Regions from separate parts of the Mus musculus genome. Here all the other regions are linked to region 1. A link is a contact called in public HiChIP or PLAC-seq and promoter capture Hi-C data. All regions are on one chromosome and are shown on one strand. The core of a region is the stretch at or near the end of the contact, and the rest is flanking DNA. Distances in the headings are between cores, read along the strand shown. Region 1 holds the start of Itfg1 (integrin alpha FG-GAP repeat containing 1). Region 2 holds the start of Lonp2 (lon peptidase 2, peroxisomal). Region 3 overlaps Lonp2 (lon peptidase 2, peroxisomal). Region 4 holds the start of Siah1a (siah E3 ubiquitin protein ligase 1A).

Evidence for each region. Promoter capture Hi-C pulls out the DNA fragments that hold promoters and counts their contacts. HiChIP or PLAC-seq counts read pairs in DNA pulled down with a chosen protein or histone mark.
Region 2: a promoter capture Hi-C map of embryonic stem cells shows a contact between it and region 1, with 5 times the contacts expected there. The contact joins the promoter of Lonp2 here to the promoter of Itfg1 in region 1. A contact is called at or near these places in 16 of 39 promoter capture datasets (the 3T3-L1 cell line, 3T3-L1-derived adipocytes, the C10 cell line and 9 more), 1 of 15 datasets of contacts at CTCF or cohesin (the NIH/3T3 cell line), 4 of 484 Hi-C or Micro-C datasets (CD8 T cells, embryonic stem cells and muscle stem cells), 12 of 115 datasets of contacts at active chromatin or transcription factors (DN3 thymocytes, bone marrow-derived macrophages, embryonic forebrain and 8 more) and 3 of 9 other capture datasets (adipose tissue, liver and macrophages).
Region 3: an H3K27ac HiChIP or PLAC-seq map of large pre-B cells shows a contact between it and region 1, with 3 times the contacts expected there. The contact joins the enhancer-like site here to the promoter of Itfg1 in region 1. A contact is called at or near these places in 5 of 39 promoter capture datasets (the 3T3-L1 cell line, the C10 cell line, liver and 1 more) and 1 of 115 datasets of contacts at active chromatin or transcription factors (large pre-B cells).
Region 4: a contact with region 1 is called in an H3K27ac HiChIP or PLAC-seq map of embryonic stem cells, with 6 times the contacts expected there. The contact joins the promoter of Siah1a here to the promoter of Itfg1 in region 1. A contact is called at or near these places in 10 of 39 promoter capture datasets (the 3T3-L1 cell line, HPC-7-derived erythroid cells, embryonic stem cells and 4 more), 1 of 484 Hi-C or Micro-C datasets (embryonic stem cells), 4 of 115 datasets of contacts at active chromatin or transcription factors (astrocytes, cardiomyocytes, embryonic stem cells and 1 more) and 3 of 9 other capture datasets (adipose tissue, embryonic stem cells and liver).

Annotation. Positions count from the first base shown.
Region 1 is chr8:85,839,445-85,842,909 of GRCm38.p6, forward strand. It overlaps Itfg1 (integrin alpha FG-GAP repeat containing 1), which reads right to left and starts at 1,505. Exons shown (of 18, transcript NM_028007.3): 1 at 1,090-1,505. The coding sequence starts at 1,294. It overlaps Phkb (phosphorylase kinase beta), which reads left to right and starts at 1,544. Exons shown (of 32, transcript NM_199446.2): 1 at 1,544-1,659.
Region 2 is chr8:86,621,939-86,625,361 of GRCm38.p6, forward strand. It overlaps Lonp2 (lon peptidase 2, peroxisomal), which reads left to right and starts at 2,105. Exons shown (of 15, transcript NM_025827.3): 1 at 2,105-2,478. The coding sequence starts at 2,246.
Region 3 is chr8:86,689,307-86,692,791 of GRCm38.p6, forward strand. All of the region lies in intron 11 of Lonp2 (lon peptidase 2, peroxisomal), which reads left to right. Among named protein-coding and RNA genes, the nearest start is that of Gm22305, 20 kb to the left of the region's middle. Within about 2 kb of position 1,300, at least 20 of the 459 cell types and tissues checked have an H3K27ac peak or open chromatin away from gene starts, as enhancers often do.
Region 4 is chr8:86,744,241-86,747,345 of GRCm38.p6, forward strand. Siah1a (siah E3 ubiquitin protein ligase 1A) reads right to left here and starts at 1,766. Exons shown (of 2, transcript NM_009172.2): 1 at 1,577-1,766. It overlaps Gm10638 (predicted gene 10638), which reads left to right and starts at 1,459. Exons shown (of 1, transcript NR_027829.1): 1 at 1,459-2,820.

The sequences.
Region 1 (3,465 bases), core at 255-2,754:
CCAGGAATTCCTACTAAAACATCTACTCACAAGTTACAAGGATATAAGTCAACACATAAGCAGAAAAAGCAGAGCCCTCCACACTTCCCCCTTTGCTTCCACATGGATGGGTCAATTAATGTTCATTGGGACAGACTTTCAGAAACGCTTAATCAAGCACAGGATATCTTCAATGTCTCTGTATCTAGTTTGGATAGATTAGCTACAGACTTTGAGTATTCTTGCAATGTGGGTAATCATTCAAATAGAGGAAAAACCATCCAGGTCTTATAAGAGGTTCTGGGGTCCTGGAAAGAGCACTCAAAAGACCTTGTCAGGATCCTGCCAGTCAGCTTTGTAGGGGCTTTAAACTTTATTCATGGCCTTGGTCCTTAACCACCAACCGATGCACTTGGTCAGCATCAGACATTTTTTCTTTTAAGGCTTAATGTGGTTAATGAACTTTCAATGGCAAGTTGGATGAAGACTATAGCAGTACTCAAGATGAGGAGGGGCCAGATGTACACTAAGCTAAGGCACCTTATGCTGGAGAAGTCTGAAGTTTGAGAATGTATGACCAAGGAGGCACTGCGTTTATCAGCAGTTAACAACAACAGAGGCTGGTGTGAGTGGTGGAGAATTTGGTGCCTGAGGAAGGCACAGTGCCTTTAAAGATCTTAACACAAGGAAGGGCAGAATTAGTAGGAGGTGAAGGCAGAACATCTCTCACAAGAAACTGTCAGCTTGCATGTTTTCTCATCAAAGGGGGTGGAAGATTGGAAAAAAGACGGGAAAGCAAATGCTTAGACCAGAAACCAAGGTTCTTAGAAATCTGGAAGACCTTTGGCAGGCAGGTGATCATTCGCCATATGAAGGCTAGAGGTTTCTAGATGAAGGGAGGTTGGTGTGTTCTTAAGGGTTGGGCTGATGGTCAAGCCGCGGGGTTACTGAGTTAGGACCGAGGGTTGATAAAAACAGGGGAAAGCTGTCCCTGTGCTGAAGATAAAGGGAGAGCCAGAAGACTGGGAAATGCAAGAGGTAGGGTAACAGGAATCAGGGGGCGTGGGTACACCGGGAGGGGCAGACAGAGGAGGGCCGGCAAGCACTGACTTTCCCGCAGCACGAAGAGGTCCGTCTGTTTGTCGGAGTTGAGGTCACCGAAGGCCGCCAGGGTGCCCCAGGCCTCAGCCCCAAAGAGCTCGGCCGTGACGTTGTGCAGAGCCCGCGCCGGGGCAGGCCCAACGCTCAGCAGCGCGAGCCCCAAGAACAGCGGGGCCAGCACCGCCCTGGCGCTAGGAAGCCGGCCTGCCGCCATGGCGCCTTCGGCCCGGCCGGCCTCCGCCGCGCTTGACGGCAGCCGCAAAGCACCGTGCGACTGACCGGCCGACCGAGAAAAGACTCGGGGTGCGGCCTCACGGGCAGCCCCTCGCTGCACTCTCACGCTGCCCTGGGGCTGTTTCTCCGACGACCAAGACGCCGAGGAGCTAGGGCGGCGTCTGCCCGGGAACTCACTTCCGGCTGTCGTGCCTCCCGACAGTGTCGCGCGAGGGGGCGGGGCCGGGCCGGCCTCGCTGACTGGCAGCTGGGGTGGTGGGCACTGTGCGATGGCGGGGGCTGAGGGACTCATGGCTGAAGTAAGCTGGAAGCTCTTGGAACGAAGAGCCCGGGCCAAGCGCTCAGGTTTGACTGCCTGTGACCACAACCTTCCCCCTCCTGGGTACAGGGGGTGGTGCTCCTCCGCAAGTCCCCTGGAGGGAGGCAGGTGGGATCTGTCCTGGGGATCAACTTGCTTCCTTAAGTTGGCTCCAGAAAGCAATAGGTTTCTCTTGCTGCCCTGCTCTTGTCCATCTTGGTCCCCATTCCCCAATCCCTGCACTTCCCCCATTTAGATAACGTCTGTCTTTCTCCCCCAAGTTATTTCCTCTCCAAAGTTAGTGATAAGCTGACTTCTCCAGAAACTTTGCCGAGTAAGTCAGCTAGTGACAAGTTCTTTGGAACCTGAACGCTCTTGCTCTGCAAAAAGTAGACCTCCATTTTTAGTGAGGTCCTAAAGAGCTGGCGACTACTTTTGTCTCATATGCCCCCTTCACATTCCTCAGTAATTTTTAGCTGCAGCCAGTTCTGTGTGTCAGAAATTGAGGAAGACGGTTTGTGCCACAAGTTAAGTTAGTGTACAGTTATGACTCAGAATGAAATTGGCCCCTTCCCTAGCCAAATGGTCCCACCACCTGTAGCTTCTAGTTGTGGTTCCCAACCACGGAGATTAAAAAGCCAGCAGTCCGAGTGTCCTGAACTGACTTGTTCAAATTGCAAAGTCACACTGGCGTTTTAAAAGTTAGTACTCCTGATTAATAACTTTCCAGAGAGCCAGCAGTGAAACTGCCACTTTTGAAATTGGATACAATCTTGGGGGAAAAAATGTGTCCTTAAACACGAGAGGTGGGGGACAAGAAATGTTCAACCAAGAACCTTTCCCTTGTCAAAGATTGACGAAAGATTGTAGAAAAGTACTGTATTTGTTAAAGTATTGCCAATTTCATTCCATTTGAAATCTTAAAATTTTTGTGTGTTTATTTACTTAGGACTTAGGGTTGTAATGGAACAAACACATGAAAAGTAAGAGAAATTTTTAGAAAGCAGTTGACTCAAGTTCAGAGTCAGTAGAATTATTTGAAACAGTTGTAGGGATATTTGTTGCTTATATTTTCTTTTATTGTGTCATATAGAAATTTTGAGTTGGTTATTAACACTGTTGCTGTGGGAATAGAAAAAGTGCTATTAGGTTGTTCTGGGCAAAGAGAATAACTAGTCTTTTGCCAGGGTCTTTAACCGTCCTCTCAACCCCCAACATGTATTTTTGCAACACAGTTTTGCAACATAGTAATCCTATAGGGTCTATTTTCTCTTCAAGTCTTTATTTTACTCAAATATATGTCACAACAGCAAGTGTTGAAAACCGTATTTTTCTTAATAGGGTAAATTCTGCTTAACTATTGTTGAATGCAGTTTCTTAAACCTAGTCTCAGCCATAGTAGATACTATCCAAATTTACTGTATGTTTACATAAGAGTAAAGTGCAGATAGAAGTGGAAAAAAAAAAAGATAGTAGTTGAGGCAAATCTTAGTAGTTATGTTTGCAGTTTCTACTATTTTTGATTCCGAAAAATACAGACACTAAACCTTGAGCCATATTATTTACTTCCTGCTTATTATAAAGTGTTAACTTGATTCTGTTTACAACTTTTAACTGTGTAAACAGCCTTGTTTGAAACATGAATTGACCTGTTTCTGGGACAGGCTCCTCTTTGGAGTTATAAGCATTGTTACATAGTAGCATTAACAACTTAAAGAACAATAAAGGATACTATTAATTGAATGTGTCTTAGTAAGTGGATATTATGTTTCTGTCTTTTCATGTATGCAAACTTAATTTACCAAATAAAGGAAATCAAATTCTTGAGTCATAAAAGACAAACTAAAATTATA
Region 2 (3,423 bases), core at 855-3,354, 780 kb after region 1:
GGGCCCCTTAACCAAAGCAACGTATAGAATAGGGAGTTTATTTAGGTTTTAGTTTCCAGAACGTTTGAGCCCATGATGGTAGATCAAAGCCTAGTGGCAGAAAAGGAAGCTGAGAGCTCACATCCTGAACCAGAAATACAGGCAAAGAGACTGACCTGGGGATGTCTCTGATCTTTAAAGTCTCAGAGACTGTTTCCAGTGACACACTTCCTCCAAGGCCCCCCTAAACAGTGCCATCCACTGGGGGACTAAGTATTTAAACAGCTGAGACTAAGGGGGACATTTTTTTTTCATTCAAACCACTACACTGTACCACACCCTACCTTTACAGTGCAATATGAATTTGTATTTGTCAAACTAAGTCTAAGGTAGACACGATGGAACATATCTCTAACGTCAGCACTCCTGGCTGAGATAGGAAGATTTCAAGTTGGAAATCAATCTTGCATAGCAAGCCCTAGAGTGGGACAATTAGTAGAGTCATTGTATCTAGGGTAAACATCAGAATGAAGTAATTATTTTCTGGAATTACTTAGACCTTACCAAAAAAAAAAATCACTGTAGAAAACAGTGAGTTTAGTCACAAGAAGGCCCTGACAAACATGAAACAGCTTGCATAGTCGGGTACAGCAAACAGTAGACAGTAAGAATTGAAGTTGCAAGGTTTTGGTGCTCCTTCAAGAAACACACAGATTAGACCTGGGTTTTGGTATGAAGTTCCTGTTTTACTCTAAAAACAACTTTTGTGTGACAATTACATGGTTCTGCACAGCTGTTTGGGGTTCAGTCTACAAGAGGCTAGACCTCTTGGCTGCCTGCAAGGCCATATATCATCCTGGAATGACTCTTTTTCTTTGGCCATATGTGTGACTCAGTTAAGACCCTGTCCTAGGAGACCAAGAAAATAATAAAATCAAAAAATTAATTTATTAAACAAAAATAAGTCCAGACATTAGTATGCACACAAAACACTTGTTGCTTTTAGGATATGTATGCATGATAAAAATAAATAAAGTTTTTTTAAAAAATATGCCCCAAGGTTTTTAAGATGGTCATAGTTTCCTCATAAAATACCTACCATGTTCAGAGCCCTTGGTCCAATCCCAAGTACCATTTTTAAAAAGACACCAGGAATCTCAGAGTATAAGTCCTCTACTCTCCAGATAAGACTCTTAATAAAAAGGTAAGTTATTGTATATATTTTTTCTTTATATTACTCCCAAAGTCTATCTCAAGATATCTACACAATGCATACTTGATGAGTGTGTCACAACCAAGATCATCACCTACCAGTTCACCCTCCCTCTAGACCTCAGTGACTCAGACCACAACCTAGAATCTATCATCCAAATTGTGACCTTCTACAAATAATTGAATGCCCCTTTTTTAAAAGTATCTGTTTAAAATACTAATAAAATAAAGCAAAGATGGAAGCAATATCACAGACTTAAGAGATCCAGGAGATAAACAAAGTGAAAAATTAAGGACGATAGTAAAACCCACCAGCTTGGGAGAAGGTCTATGGATTAGGTAATGGTAATACTAATTTCCTGGGTTATGTGAACCATGGTTATGCAACATAATAGGGAAAACCGAGTGAGAGGTATAGGATACTTGTTAAAATATAAAATCTATTCAATAAAAAGGTTTAAAAATGTCTAGTGCACACCGTCCTTCTCAACATTCCTTCCGAATTTAAATGCAGGCACTGTTCATGCTGTCTGTGCACCAGGTTTGCTTGTCGTCTGGCATCACTGGTTCAGAGAGAAGGGCTGAGCGAAGCGACAGAAATTGGGTATCTCTGGGCTAGCGGGGAGCGGAGGTGTTTAATGTAGGGACCAGCCTGGGGATGCAGCCAGAAATTGAGGGGTTTGGGTCTAGGGGCGGAGCCAGAAGCCGCTACGCTTTAGCTTTGGGGGGGGGGGGGGGGGGAGAGTGACAGACCGGAAGGCTTAGCCGCTGCGGCCTCCGGAAGGGTTGTGGGCGGGCCCGGAAACAGCAGCACATGGCCCGGGGGCGAGTCCGAAGCGTCCGGGCAGAAGTCTGGGAGCCTGGAGAAGGGGCGGGGCCGGAAGCGGCGGCAGGCCTGGGGACCGGAGCCTGGGGAAGGGGCGGTGCCGGAAGCGGCGGCACTCAGGCCTGGGGGCGGGCCGTCGAGTGACGGCTGCGGTGCGTTCGGCGAAGGAAGTGTAGAGTTCGTACTTGGGAGTCCTCCTGACACCTCTGGTGTTGACGACCAGTGGCCATGTCCTCCGTGAGCCCCATCCAGATCCCCAGCCGCCTTCCGCTGCTGTTGACCCACGAGAGTGTGTTGCTGCCTGGCTCCACTATGCGCACAAGTGTGGACACGGCCCGCAACTTGCAGCTGGTGCGGAGCCGCTTGCTCAAGGGCACGTCGTTGCAGAGCACCATTCTAGGAGTCATCCCCAACACACCCGACCCGGCCAGCGACACGCAGGACCTGCCACCATTGCACAGGTAGGCCCGCCGGGCACTCGGAGGGAGGCCCTCCGGGACTCGCGCCCCGGCGGCCTGTGAGCGGAGTTGTGGCTCAAGTCTCCCCAGCGTGAAAAGTGGGAGGGACGCTTTTCGCCAGTGACCGTTAGTGAGCCGGATCAGTCACGGAGCAATGCCTGACACGGGTGGAAACTCTGTGCAGTTCATTTGCTGCCTGTTGCTGGTGCTTATCTGATGTGAATTCGTGTCCTACATAGCCTTCTTCACCGCCCAGCGCCCGGGCCCCTCCCCCATACCACCTTTCACCCTGTCCCCTTTCTTTCAGTCAACCTCCGGTCATGTTCTCCAGCTGAAACATTATAAATCTAGATCTATCTATCTATCTATCTATCTCTCTCTCTCTCTCTCTCTCTCTCTCTCTCTCTCTCTCTCTTTCTTTCTTTCTTTTTCCTGCTCATGCCTAAACTACGCAGTTAACTTTTGGGTGCTTTGTTTTACATGTTGTTACCTATTTTCTCTATTCCCCGACGGCCTCCCCTTCATGAAGGGCCATTCCTGTTAGCATTTTCCTTGGGGTCTCCCACTACAGTCTTCCCAGCCTCTAGGCTCACCTTTGCTCCTTCCTGGCATTTTTATCTTAGGCCCGGGGGATGTCACTGGATAGCCCTGTGTCCCGGCTCTGGTTCGTTGACTTGGGTGGTAGATTTCACCTGCGTCTGACTCTTCCCCTGTGATTTCCCATGTCTCTTAGGTGTGTCTTGAAGGTCCATCTGTGCAGACTGGTTTGCCCCATGCTTCCCTGGACTGCACAGTGATTGTGCGTATAGAGCACTTGAAGTGTGCATGCTCTAATATGAGTTTTAACACTAGAGTGCATGTGTGCCCAGAAAGGCTGTCAATTCTAGGCAGCTCAAGGCAGTTGGTCACCCTAAATGTGTCATAAATGTACAGTGCACACTATAGTTT
Region 3 (3,485 bases), core at 50-2,549, 850 kb after region 1:
ACAGGCAAGCCTACATCTCTGCTGGGTAAAGGTTTCCCTGTGGTGGCTTGCCAGGGTAGGAATACTTACACCCATCACCTACACTCTGTAAGGAAGCTCAGTAGACTCAAAGGTTACCCAGTGTGAACATTTGTGGAGTTATATCTTGGGTTGTCACTGGACCTTAAGGAGAAGGAGTAGGCTCTGCTTATGTCTCCCCTGAGAAGGAGTTTTAGCAACAAGAGAAGACACAAATCTACTCTGTATCCAGTTTTAGTGTATGAGCAGCATTTATTCTGAGGATTTTATACATTTAATTTCTGTTGATACAGCCCCATTTCCCAGAGAATAATTTGTTGAGAATTCTAGAGAAATCCTGTCTTTGGGTGTTGAGAGAGAGTAGAAATTTCTGTGACACAAAAGCAGTAAGAATAGGTTTGGTCCACTGTTCAGTGGCCTTGAGGGGGAAAAAAAAAATCTATAAAGACCCCTAAATGAATGAATCTTTAGCAAAAGTTGAGACATTTGTCAGCCTTCAATGTGGATCTTGTTCTTGTTTGAAGACATAAAAACTTCATTCATGGGGCTGGAGAGTTGGCTCTGCAGTTAAGAGCACTTCCTGCTCTTGCAGGGGAAGCAGAAGATTTGCTTCCCAGAACCCACAGTGTGGCTCACGGCCGTCTGTGACTCCAGTCCACAGAACCCACAGTGTGGCTCACGGCCATCTGTGACTCCAGTCCACAGAACCCACAGTGTGGCTCACGGCCATCTGTGACTCCAGTCCACAGAAGCTGATGCCCGCTCTTGACCTCTATAGGCACCAAGCACAGAAGTGGAAGACAGACGTATATAAGCATATGTCTCTTAATAAAACTTTTTTTAAGGCACCTTTTTTATTTTTAGTGAAGAAAAAGTAATTAGAAGGCTTCTAGTTACATATAAGTCCTCAAACATTTTAACCTACCTTCATGCCTTTCTTTCTGGGTGGATTTAGAATGAAGAGAATGATTTGTATATCTGCCTCCATACACCAAAACCACATGCTTTGGGGTGCTCATTTTAGATTTACAAGACTCAGAAGTGAGTAGTTTCTAGAGTAGTGCCTGGGTCTAATGGGAAGGTTGTGACAAGTCATCATTTCTGTATCTTTGTGGGCGCTAATAAAGCTAACCTCCATTGTCCTGATCTTCAGACTGGGCAGCTTGGAACTCTGCCTGTTGCCAGCAAGTTTGCTCATTGAAAAGCTGTAGCAGTCATTGCAGTCTCAGACACTTTCGTTATCAGAAGAACATTTTACCAACACTGAAGTTTCTTACTCAAGACCCAGGTTACATAAACAGGGCGTGGAAGTGTGGATTCTGTTTCACATTTTCAGTGTTGGAAGTCCTCCTTCATCTTGTCAGGTCGTTCCTGCCCTTTGATTACATTGGTAGCTCAGAACAATTGGAAATCTGCCTCGGTCATGGGACTGAGGTTCCTGGTGGGGAATATGGATTTCAGAGACACTTTAATTTTTCAAGACACTTGGCTTGCTGATAAAGATTGGGGGCTTTTGTAGCCTTCTGCAAACTAAAATGATAAATTCTAGGCCCAGAGACAGAAAGCTTCCATGGTAAATCCTATGTGTTTAGTAGCAGAGTGTGGTGTCTAAAATTCAAAATCAGACAGTATTCTAATGTTGAAATGAAATACGTTATTCACATCTGCCAATATCATGAAGACATACTAAATATTTCTTCCTGAGCCTGATTGCTGGTCTGTGTACTGGACGCTATCTTCGGAGATCTGAGGGGCTCTAGCCTGACCTGAGCAGCTAAGGAGTTGCACTCTCCAAAGGAAGGGGAAGGGGAGTCAGTCTTCCGAAGCCTCCACTGCTCCAGAGTCTGTGCCATTGGGCAGGACGCTACACAGCAGGTGCTGCAAGCCAGGAGTTGGAGTCAGATCTATATGTGCTGCTGTTGCTCCTGAGGGACACTACAAGGGGCCCACAAGCTGTCAGCTTGGTGACTAGGAGCTAAGTTTGGGGCCACCAATCGGGAAGTGACTGCAGCTTCCAGCAGTGAAAGCTTTAGAAGTGAACTCTCTTCCCCAAAGTGCTACAGCTCTATACGACAGACACTCTCAGACAGTCTTTGATGTGTTTTATTCCTTGTGGGTAGGATCTTATATACATTTTGGGGTGGGGTGGGGTGGGGTTCAAAGGCAGATGCTTTCTATTGGCTTGGTCTGAGATGTTAGGGATGCCTCATCTGCGTGTGGAGGGCCTTCAGGTGTTGCCCCTTCGTGACTGATTGTCACAGTCCTCTCCATGGGGTGTCATGGCCTTGTGTTCCAGGACAGAAGCCTGGTTGGGAGTAGATGAAACACCTACCATCCTCTGGTATGAAGGTACTGGGGTTTCTGAATCCAGTCGACCTTACCAAGTTTGCTGTTTGATGGCTCGGTTCACTGCCCCACAACTGATATTTGCACCAATTTACCAATTGTTCCCATATGGGTACTGGCCTGGCTCTGAACAGTGGTTGCCTTTGTATGCAGATGGAATGCGAGCTGCAATGAAGAGAAAACTAGCCCCACTAAGCTACAAGAATACTTGGGGTTCTATTGGGCTTCTTAGATTTGTTGAATGGTCTTCATAGCTAAACTGATCCAAACAATTGAGAATGTCTTCTGAATCTTAACCATAGAAAATGAATTTCGTTAAGTAATTCTTGACTCTTCGAGAAACTGAGGCAGATTTTTCTGGTATCACACAGGATCATGTGGCTTGGAGTATGTTGGTTTATTTAATTACTGAGTGAGCTAGATTGCTGAATGCTTACTGTATGCTCTGCTAAAAGTCAGATCTGCAAATTGAGTAGAACTTGTAGCAAGGGTGTAGTCTCCTGGTTGAAGTAGATACATCAAGAACTCTCTTGGTGTCATGGTAGTGCTGGGTTTCAGAAGGGCAGCTCAAGTGTGCCATGTGTTCTTAGTGGAGTCACCACCTGTGCCAGCCATTCTCCTCTCCTCCAATTCTGCTTTCTGAGTCCAGCTCATTTTACTTCATTTGATGACTCATGTTGATCCATTTTCCAGCAAACCACACAATATCATTCTTCTAAAACTCACTGCATGTGCCACAATTTGTCCATTCATCTGTTGACAGCACCTAGGCTGCTCCTGTAAGTTGGCAATCGTGGACCACTCTGCAGCAGTGGGTGTGTGAGGGCCTTGTGATATATGATGTGGGGAATAGAGCTGCATCACTCAGTAGTTCTGCTTTTTATTTTGGAGGAACTGCCATATTGATTTCTATACCCTCTAATTTACATTCCCACCAGCATTAACAGGATGCCAGTTTTTAAAGTTTATGTCACTGACTTTCATTTTTTATAGATACTGTGGCTTTAAAAATGGTTTTAATAAATTGAAACAAAATTAATTTACTTAGACATCTAAATTCATATGAATGATAAAGGTGGGTTGCAGATATTTTAATTTCCAGAATTGTTATGCAGATTTAA
Region 4 (3,105 bases), core at 516-3,015, 910 kb after region 1:
ACAAATAATAAAGTTAAAGCCCACTTTAAGTAAAAAGCTCTGGACAAAACTGAGACTAAAGACTACAAGTTGTATTGTTATTTAAATTTCTAAAAACAAACAAACAAACAAAAAGTATGGTTAATTTATGGAACCCACTTTTGGAAAATCTTCCTCTACCAGTCAGTCACCAGTCACAAACTTATCCCAAAGGTAAACACATTTCCCACCACGTGAGCGCTCCGCTCCGAGACAGTTACTATGCCATCTCATTTGTCACAGCAGGCTTTGCTCTTCAGCAGCTTCTGAAGGAGACGGTGACACCACAGGTAACAACACTAATTAAAGGGAGTCACTGTCCTACTTTTCCAAGTTAGGTAATTGAAGTCCTTGAAAGTGAACTGATCCATAAACTAAACCTGCTTAAAGGAAACTTCAGTGACTTTCCAAATTCCACCACGCATTCACATCCCTTATCGCTCAAATCCCCAAATTCCATCATCTCACAAAGCATAGCATTCTGTCCTCTAAACCCTTTCATTTCTTAAAACAGTAAAACCCAAATACTAACCCGGTTTTATATAACCCGATTTCAAACATTTTGGGCTATGTACTTCCAACGCATCCATGCCAAAATAACTTAAGCGAATTTTATGAGGCAAGGACCTTTAGCAGTAATCATTTACTGTAATAGCTTAGCACTTACTAAGAGCTCTCTGCACATCAACTATTTCCCATCTCATCGGTTCTCAATAGGCTTGAGACAAATACTCTCCATCAGACCCATTTTGCAGATTAGCAAAATGAAGCACCAAAATCGTGCCCAAGGTCACAAACCCGTGGGGCAGGATTGGAATCAAAGCAGGAGGGCAGAGTTCGGAGCCCATGCTCCAAGCGCTTTTACAAGTTAACATTTCACCCTGGACAATAGCCTAGCAAGAAATGGTAAATGCTCAACGCTAGAAAGAGCAGTAAGATCCCTGTCCTACATCCACGTTCAGGGCTTCCATGACTTTGACAAATCAGCTACATGGCCTCATTTACCGAATGCACAAATGTAACTCTTATGCCAGGGCAAACAAATTCTGTATCTTTCCAGGAACAGACGGTCCGCAGCGGCCCAGGGCGTACACACTAAGTTGCATCTGGGAGCTTGGAGGGACCCCGAACTATCCCGCAAAGGAAGCTGGGCGGAGCAAGGCTTAGGCTTAAAGGCTGGAGCTGCCCAGGCGGGCGTCCGCGCGCTCGCTCGTGGCGACATAAACAAGGGAGGAGGCTGCGTTCTTCCCCGCACAATAAAGGCGCGGGTCCGGGGGAGGCCGCCCTCCCGGAGCCGCCGAGGCAAGGCCCGACCGCGGCCCGCGAAGCGCGCGGCTGACCTCCGCCATGTTGGCCGTACACCGGGCCACACAACAAAGACTGAGCGAGGGCGCGGGCCGTAGTCTCGGCGCGCCCGCCCGCCCTCCGCCTCCCGGAGCCGCCGCTGTCGGCTGGGCCCGCCCGGAGAGGCCGAGACAAAGGCGCCGCGGCTCCGCGAGGGGACCCGCCGGCCCTCCCCGGGCCGCGGCCAGCTCCTCCCTCCAGGCCGCCCGCTTACCTGTGGGCGGAGAGCGCGCCGCGGACCCCGGCCCCGTCTAACGCGCCCGGTCGCCAGCTGCCGCCGCCGCCACCGCCACCGCCACCGTCACCGCCGCCACCGCGGGCCGCGCCTCCACCTCTCCCGGCACCGAGACCGACGGGACACCCTGGGCCGCCGCCCTCGAGAGCGCGCCCGCCCGGCAGCCCGGCTTCCCTGCCGCCGCCGCCGCCGCCCCGCGCGCTCTCGAGCTCGCCGCGCGCGCCCGCTAAGTACCACACACTGCGGCGGCCGCCATGAGCGGGAGCGCGCACCGAACCCGGCTGGGCGGGGCTTCCCACGGCCACGCACGCGCAGAAGCGGCTGGCGGCTGCTGCCCGCACTCGGTGGCGGTTGGCGTCGAGACGCTTCGGTTACCGGAGCAGCGTCCCGAGCATCCCCACGAGGCGGCTGCGCTGTCTCGGGCCGTTACTGTGGGATTGACTGGGTTCGCGCCGTCCTCTCTCCGGGTCCGCGGTCTGTAGCGGCCTCCACGACCCCACTCCTGGAGGAGAAGAGGGCCGCGCCTCCCGGTAGGCTCGTTGAAAGCTGGCCAGTAAGAAGCACGCCTTTAAGTCCACTTTCCCACTCATCTGGGAAGCTGATGTTGGGGACTGTCCACCCTGCTGCTTTAGGTTAAAAAACGGAGCCGTGCACTAGGCAAGCAGAAGCAGGATCTTCACAAGTTTGGGGCCAGTCTGGTTTATACAGAGTTTTCTGGGACTTCCCGGGGAGACCTTTTATCCAAAATAAATGAAGACCTCATCTCAAGGGTTACGGGTGCTTTCGTGAGGAGTGGTTGCCTGGGCTGAGACTCAGTCCCCAGTTGCGAGTGAAGGGGTAGAAACCTTTAGATTTGATTCTGGGGTGTGGGATTGTGTGGAGGTCAGAGGACGAGTTGCGAGTGCTGGGGGTGGAGCGCAAGTGGCCAGCCTTGGTGGCAGGGCCTCTGCTGAGCCATCTCGCAGAGTCCCCGTTAGTCTTTCCATGGATGCCTCTGTCTGACTAGGTTAACCGAATGTAAGGCGTTTACAAATCCTGAGCAGATTTTCAGGGAAGAACTGTAGAAATGCAATGCTGTGAGAAAAGTACTTTTTCTATGGGGTTTCAAGAAAGGAAGAAAAGTCTCCTCTCAGCCTTCCATCAGCACAAACTCCGCCCTCTTCCAGAACTCAAATTTGTTCTCAATGAATGTTCAGCTTTCCTCAATGTATTTGTAATCTGTGCTTGTGTTGATATTTCTATTCTCGATCTAGTATCTCACTGTAGCCCTTCCTCTGAGACCATTAGCACAACCAAACAGTTGAGAATGTAAATTAATTAAGTTAAAAGCACCATATACTACAAATCTGTTGGTCCCCAAAGCTCAACAGCCAGATAAGGAGCTTGCATTATGTAGGTTCATGAAGATTGTCGATATTAGTGGTGTTCTTGTTCATTTAAAATACTTGATTTACATAGGGAGTCTAAGATAACCCATCATAAACTCTGCTTTGTCATGAAACTTACCA